2 separate regions of the Mus musculus genome follow, and region 2 is linked to region 1. The links are chromatin contacts, called in public Micro-C maps. All regions are on one chromosome and are shown on one strand. Each heading gives the region's core, a stretch centred on a gene start, on an enhancer-like site or on the middle of the called end of the contact. The rest is flanking DNA. Distances are from core to core; before and after follow the strand shown. Region 1 holds the start of Ryr2 (ryanodine receptor 2, cardiac). Region 2 holds the start of Ero1b (endoplasmic reticulum oxidoreductase 1 beta).

Region 1 (3,510 bases), core at 295-2,794:
TTCTAATTTACCTTTTGGATGGCTTAACTACAATCCTCTAGTTTCTTCCTCTAGTGACAGAAGAGTCTGCCAAGTTTTCAGGTAAGATGATGGGGGTACCCTTCTACAATACGGATATCCCACTATAAAATGAGAATATTTAAGGACAGATATTTATTTTTCTTGGAAATAGACAAAAACTTTAACTTTGTAAGGACGAAAATAGGAAAGGTGGAAACAAAATGTAACCCACCTGAAAATTTCTGGGCAGTTTTAATGATGTACCAGATGCTGTAACATGTGTAGCAGAGATAAGTTAACGCAAAATTATTTATTGTATAACTCCTGACTATGAGTAGGTTGGGCATGTGGGAACGTTGCTTTCTCTATAATTTTTTTTCAGTGATATAAATGAAAACACTTAGAACTGAGAAAACATGTGTTGGATTTCTTGTCCCAGTTGCTTCCGACATTTTATTTCTTAGTCATAGTTACATACTACTTTTAAAAACATTTATTTATTTATGTGTATGACGGCTGTGTGTGGAGGCTGAGGAGAACTTGGAGTTCTTTCTTCCCACCATGTGGGTCCCTGGAATTGAACTCATCTAGTCAGGATTGGTGGCAAGTGCCTTCACCAGCTGAGCCGGCTAGCTGGCTTACAGCAGCTGTTTTTAAAATGGAGATTTGATGGCTTATGATTACATGGAGCATTGTGAGATTTGGATCCGGCATTTGTGGAGGAATGTTTAACTTTGCTCTCTCACGGCAGATCGCGGATACCACGGTGTGAGTTTAGCGCATTCAGTGATCGGACTGGTCCTTAGCACACCATACTTTATTGTAATTTCTTGCGCAGGTGCATTATGAATTTGTGTGTCTTGTATCACAATGCATGGCAAGATGCCTACTTTGTCGTTGAATGCTGGGATTGTTGTGCTGTCGTTGAGTACTTTTTAATATATACTTATTTTATCTATGCATATGTGCCTAATAAATGTATGTGCACGAAGTACCTTCAGGTGCCCATGGAGGCCAGAGGGCACTGGGTCTCCTGGAACCAGAGTGACAGGTGGTTGTGAGCTGTCTCGCGTGGGTGCTAGGAACCGAGGCGCATCCTCTACAAGATCAGTGAGTGCTCTTCTTCAGCCTTCTCTCTCACCCCTGTTGCTGAATAATTTGTTAAAACTCCTCGACCATCCACACCAGGCCCCTTGTGGTGAGAACTTAATCTGTGATGAGTCTGGTGCATGCTGACTCAATAACTAAGAAAACCACCTCTATCTCGTATGGAGGGAGTCGAAGTGTAAATATCGATCACACGTAGAGGCTCCCCATTCTGTGCACCGGGGGAGAAGGAGAGTTCCCCGTGCAATCCAAAAGGCCTTAGAAATGGGTGGCAAGTACTGTAGCAGGGCTCAGCGGGAAGCTGAGCTCCTTGGACTTGAGGTCAGGAAGGGCACAGGTGCAGGGGATGGCTGAGCGCTCTGGCACGCGCCAGTTGATTCCCCAAGCAGCCAGTAAGCGGCACTGTGCCCCGGCGCTGGCGGCCGGAGGAGCGGGCTGCGGATTACCTGCAGCAGCCGGGGCTGGCAGCTCCTCCCCGCCCGCCCCCAGCCCGCCCCCGCCGCTGCACTAGCCCGGCTCCGCGGGCTCCGGGCACTCGCTGGCGGGAGCCGGGGCCGAGCGCGCCGGGCAGTGGGGCCTCCTCCCTGCGTCCTCACGCCGGGCTGCCCTCCTCCCGCACCGTGCGGCGCAGGGAGGCCCCGCGCCTCGGCCGCCCCCGCGTGCCCGCCTCCGCCGCGCTGCAGGGGGACCGACCGCTGGGCTCTCGGCACCAGCAGCGCGGCCCCCCGGGTGCCTCGGGCTCCTGGCTGTGGCCGCCGCAGGGGCAGCGACCCGAGTAGCAGCCGTTGGAGCCCCTAGAACATCCTGGTTAGCAGTGACTAGAGCGTCCAGAGAAGCCGCAGCAGCAGCTTCAGCAGTAGCAGCAGCAGCATAAGTGGCCGCGGTCGTGGGGCTCCGCCGGGCTCCGGAGCCGGCCGGGCCAGGAGCGCGGAGCCATGGCTGATGCGGGCGAAGGCGAGGATGAGATCCAGTTCCTGAGAACTGTAAGTGCCACGTCGCGGCGCGCATCTCCCAGGGGAAGGGGTGCCTGGGAGCCCCCCGCAGGGTCCCCGTAGAGTGACAACCGGCTGCGGGGCCGCCTCTGGTCCGCCAGAGGCGCCCCAGGGATGCTGGAGGGGTCTGCATCACCACATGTGTGCAGGTGTGCGGGTCTGCCCGGGGAAGGGCAGGACGCGTGTCTGTGCGCGCATGTGGAAAACCAAGAGGACTCAGTGCGGTGACAGCGTGGCGAGCCAGCGGGAGGCACCCGGGCGGGCGCTACCCAGCTGCGGGAGCTGAATTGGCCAGGGACCTCTTCGACCGACTCAGGCTAGGGTGCAGGGCTGCGTGTTCCGTGGGGCGCGCTTAGCGTGGCGGCTCTGGCTTTCGCCGTCCCTGGGGCTTCAGGGCTGAGTCTGCGCGCCGTCACGGAGTGAAGACATCGCAATCCGAGTACTTGGCGGTGTCGATCATATAGTGACTGGCCAGGGCTGAGAAGGCTGCCCCCAGGGTGCCCCCAAGTCGAGCAGATACCAATGCCATGGAGGCTTGCTCCGGTGGTCCCCACGGTTCCCGGCATGGTGCCATGCTGGTTTTCGTGACGACAGCTTGCAGAGCGCATTGGAACCGTGTGTGTGTGTGTGTGTGTGTGTGTGTGTGTGTGTGTGTGTGTGTGCATGTGTGTGTGTGTGTGAGTGTGCGTTCCTGTGTGTTGTGTGTGTGTGTGCACGGACCGCATGAAAGAATTTACAGAGGCTGAGCATCATGAACATGTGTCGTTCTTTAAACGCTGGCTTGTTGAATACCGAGTGCAGCCAAGTGAGTGCCTGCAAGCAAGTGATGTTTGTCTGTGTGTTTCTGTGTGTGTGTGTGTGTGTGTGTGTGTGTGTGTGTGTGTGTGTGTACAAGGGGAGGGTGGCTGCTCGGGATTTCCACATAGTGTGGTAGGCAGGGAAAGATCGGCCTCACTCTAATAAGATTCCAAGTGCCACTTGGCGCTGCTGCCTTCCTTCCTGATTGTTCTACACTGCAGATACTTCCTAGCCGCTTGCTCACCTCCAAACCTTTGAGCCTGCTCAAGCGCCAAAGAAGTGCAAGAAGCCCCTATCACATCAGTCTGCTTAGCCTTTTCTGCATCGTCTCAGTCTTTCCTTCCTTACCTCTCCTCTTTTCCCAAGACTATCCCCCTGACAGGATTCCTTTCCACCCAAGACGGCATTTTCTGCTGGGATTTCTTCCTGGCAGCCTTCACGTTCCACTTCCAGGTACAGTCCCTTCCAGATTCACAGAAAACACCACACAGATGGGGAAAATTTGAAATACTAACTAGAGGATAACTTTTAGGTTATTTGCATAAAACCTGAATGGTGTTATTAGGAGCCATTCCCCTGCACACTTTACTTTTTCCTAGTATTTGGGAGGTGG
Region 2 (3,590 bases), core at 554-3,053, 460 kb before region 1:
TTCTAGACTAGTGATTTTAAAAGTATACAATTAATTAATGACATATATCAAGCAAGAAAACAAGAAATCAGACTTTATTTAAAAGTTCTAAATGTAAGCTCCACTCAAGTCAAACACTCAAACTAGTAACTACAAAGTAACTTTGCTATTGACAGCCTAGGAAATTTATTTTTTCTAAATCTGATAGATACACCCAGAATCCTATCATAGTGTTTGCCAAGCCTGACTAAAGTATAGTGGAAAGAACAATTGCATCACAGACACTTACAAGGCTTGTTTAAAATTCTGATTCCTTGCTCAGTTCCAGATGGACTCAGCAAGCTCCACGTTTAACAAAAGGTTTCTTTTCCTTTCCCTTTCTTCCTTCTTTTCTCTGACTGGTTCATTGTTTAGTTTTTTGAGAGAGGGTCTTGCTATGTAGTCCTGGCTAACCCAGAATCTCAATATGTAGGCCAGCGTCCAACCTGCGGCAATCCTACTGTTTTTCCTACTGTTTGTGTTTTTTACCCCTGAGAGCTGAGGCTACAGGTGTATGCCACTGTTCCTAGCTGTTTATTTTTATCAAATCATTCAAGAGAACTCACACATGGACACAAACAGAATATTCTTGTATTCTAGGACTTCATGCTGGACACCATAACACCATGAACAAGGCAGAAAAACATGTTTACACGGTTACTCTCACAGTTACCATCATTTTTTTTTCTCTTAGCAATGAGTGTTAATTGCTTCAAACTGCATGCCCCTCATTATCAGGCCATCTGAGACACTTTTGTTTTTCTTCGGTTTTGGCTCTTCGAGCTAGCACTTTGCAGCAGGTGCAGACAAGATATAGCAGCATCTGGCAACCTGTTCAAACCTTCCTCACTAAAAGAGGCAGAGCTAACCTATCTCTTTTCAAGGCAAGAGGCTGTGCTTTGGCTTTCGAGTATGTAGTGAACACTTCAGTAATACCTGCCTAACCAAGGCAACGTCAAAGTCTACCGGACTGTCCAGCCAGCAAGCCTCACTATAGACTTAAGAAGCCCACAGTAGGGGCCTAGGCCCTCCAGTGTCATAACTGGGCTCACCTGGCATGCCACTTTGCATACGTAGGACAGGTGGATAATTATAAAGCGGGTAATGCCTATAGCTATCTCTAGAGCACAAGTTCAAGGAAATGAAGTAATGCCCCCTCTAGCCCAGGAAGAGGATGGAGGGTCTGCCTCCCTGTCATCTGAGGGAAGGATGTCAGAGGTTTGTGTCCCCAACACCTTCACCACTCAAGACTTGTGTCTCCCCGTCACCATCACAAAGATAAAGCCGCTAGCGCTTACTGGCCGTCACCATCTTCCTCTTCCGTAAACCATCACCACGCGTGTCGTGTCCCCGCGCCCGCCGCGCTTTACAGACGTTTCCCGCACTAGCCGGCGCGGTTCTCAATCCCTGGCTGGCCACTCGCACCTGCACCTCGGCCTCTCGGCGACGCCGGCGTGACCCGTCCCCTGCCTTTGGTCCTCGGGCTTACCTGAGTCTTGACCAGACTTGAGAGGAAGCTCAGGGTGACAAGCAGTTGCACCGCGGCCGCCGCCCCCTGCCCAGTAACGGCCCGGCGGAACCCCGGACTCATGGTGACCTCGGCCGCTGCCGTCGCCTCGGCCGATCGGGGCTGGGGAACGACGGCCCGCCGCGACGACGACAGCAGGGGGCAGTGCCTGGGAGCCGGGAGCCTCCAGGACCCGGGGTCTGAGCGCCGGTCTCGGGCAAGGAACACTCTACCGTTCGCAGCAGCAGCGACTGATGTACCAGTGCTGCGCGCCCCCGCTTCATCCCAGGAGGCCCCGCCCCCGGCGTCCTCAGTTATGATCACGCCCTCTGCGCAAAGCCTTCTGGGAGTTGTAGTCCCTGTAGCCCCTTGGGGCCCCCCCACAGTGGGAAGGTCTTGAAAATGGAGAACTACAGGCTCGGAGGTCGCTCTGCCTCCCTGAGGCGGGGCTCCGCGGCGGCCAATGAGGCGGGACCACGAGGCCTCCAAAACACCCAGGAGCAGGCGGGAGAGTGGGTGCTGTTTTAGGGGTTGGCCTGAGGTGGTGGAACCTCTGTTTCGTCGCTCTGAGAAACAAGACTGTCCACCCCCATCCCCGCAGGTCTTCAGGCACTATGCCAATAGCTCTTTGTCACCGCTTGACCTACTGGGGCCAGGATTTTCTCGCCAGGCCGGCCGAATCTTTGACTTGCTATTCCCAAGAGCTTTCTTTGCCTTTTTTCTCACCTCTGCAGCTACCTAAAACCACCTGGCATCTTGTCAGGAAGTCTTCAGCACCTCCTTCATGTCACATGCCCCAGAAGTATCATTGCTTGGTGTCTCCACTACTCCTCTACCAACACCAGAAAATCTATAATACATTTTAAAGGATGAAGGAAAACCCCAGTCTATACAGTGAAAAACGAAGAATCGGGATAAACGCACAGAAAAGCTTAAAGGGACATAGACTATCCCAAATGTAACACATTCTAGATGGTTTTGTGGTCTTAATTACACCTCAAATATTGTTCTGGGATTATGTAAGGTTATGTACATAAGCTTCCTGTAGTCCCTAGCAAATAAGTGATCAATTAATGGTAATCGCTAACTTTACCGATATTCCTGAGTTATAGGAAACTTACATTCAGTAGTATGTATCAATTTGTCATTGTTGATGTAACAAATGACCAGAAGGGTAGTGATTGAAAACAACCCCAATGTATTATCTTACATTCTGGAAGCCAGAAAACTAAAACAAACTGCATCCATTTGGAATATTCTAGAGAATAATGTTTCCTTGCTTTTTCTAGCTTCTATGGCCAATCAAATTCCTAGATTCAGGACCTCACATGACACAGTGGCATAGCCTGCTTTTGTCGTCTGTGCTTTCTGACCCTATCTCTCTTGTGTCCCTACATATAAAGACTTTCGATTGCATGGTGCTCACCCGGATAACCCAGGCAATTTCCTGATCTCAAAATCCTTAATCACATCTTCAAAATCTCCTCTGGCCTCTCTGGTAACATGAGAACATTCGCATCCATGATTCCATCTAGACCCACTGCATGATCTGTAGGGTCAGCCAGAAATGAAAGTCCAGGGGAAATGAGAAGACTTTTAAGGCGGAGACAACAGAACAATAAACCAGTCCAAGACCCTGGAACTTCACAGGCCATCTTCCCATGTCACCAGCTCCCTTTTCTCCACATAGCTAACAGAGAACTGTGTGCGACTTGCTTCTCAAAGCTGCCTTTCTATGCTCTTCATCGCTCTGCGCTTTGGGTATGCATGGGACTTTCCTCAGGTCCCTTTGTGCTGCAATTGGCCCAGATAATGTGTACATCATGGAACATAGCCATTTTTTTTAGTTATAAACTGCCTTATTTTTAAATTTCACATTTTAAATATCTGATATCAAGGGCAGAAACCATGCCTGTCATTCGGAGCACTTCAGGGCCTGTCACAAAGAAAAACTTGAGCTTTTCTATCAACTTTTCAATTGGTAGAAGAAAAACAAGTTTACAAAGATTATAATGGCACACACACCATTTGTTTTAGCTCAGAAACTTTACTCACAATGTTTGGA

Evidence for each region. Hi-C and Micro-C count contacts between places; a contact is called where the count stands out from the background.
Region 2: a Micro-C map of embryonic stem cells shows a contact between it and region 1, with 2.7 times the contacts expected there. The contact joins the promoter of Ero1b here to the promoter of Ryr2 in region 1. A contact is called at or near these places in 1 of 39 promoter capture datasets (stem cell-derived epiblast-like cells) and 1 of 484 Hi-C or Micro-C datasets (embryonic stem cells).

The regions. Positions count from the first base shown.
Region 1 is chr13:12,104,979-12,108,488 of GRCm38.p6, reverse strand. It overlaps Ryr2 (ryanodine receptor 2, cardiac), which reads left to right and starts at 1,544. Exons shown (of 105, transcript NM_023868.2): 1 at 1,544-2,090. The coding sequence starts at 2,043.
Region 2 is chr13:12,564,096-12,567,685 of GRCm38.p6, reverse strand. Ero1b (endoplasmic reticulum oxidoreductase 1 beta) reads right to left here and starts at 1,803. Exons shown (of 16, transcript NM_026184.2): 1 at 1,508-1,803. The coding sequence starts at 1,609.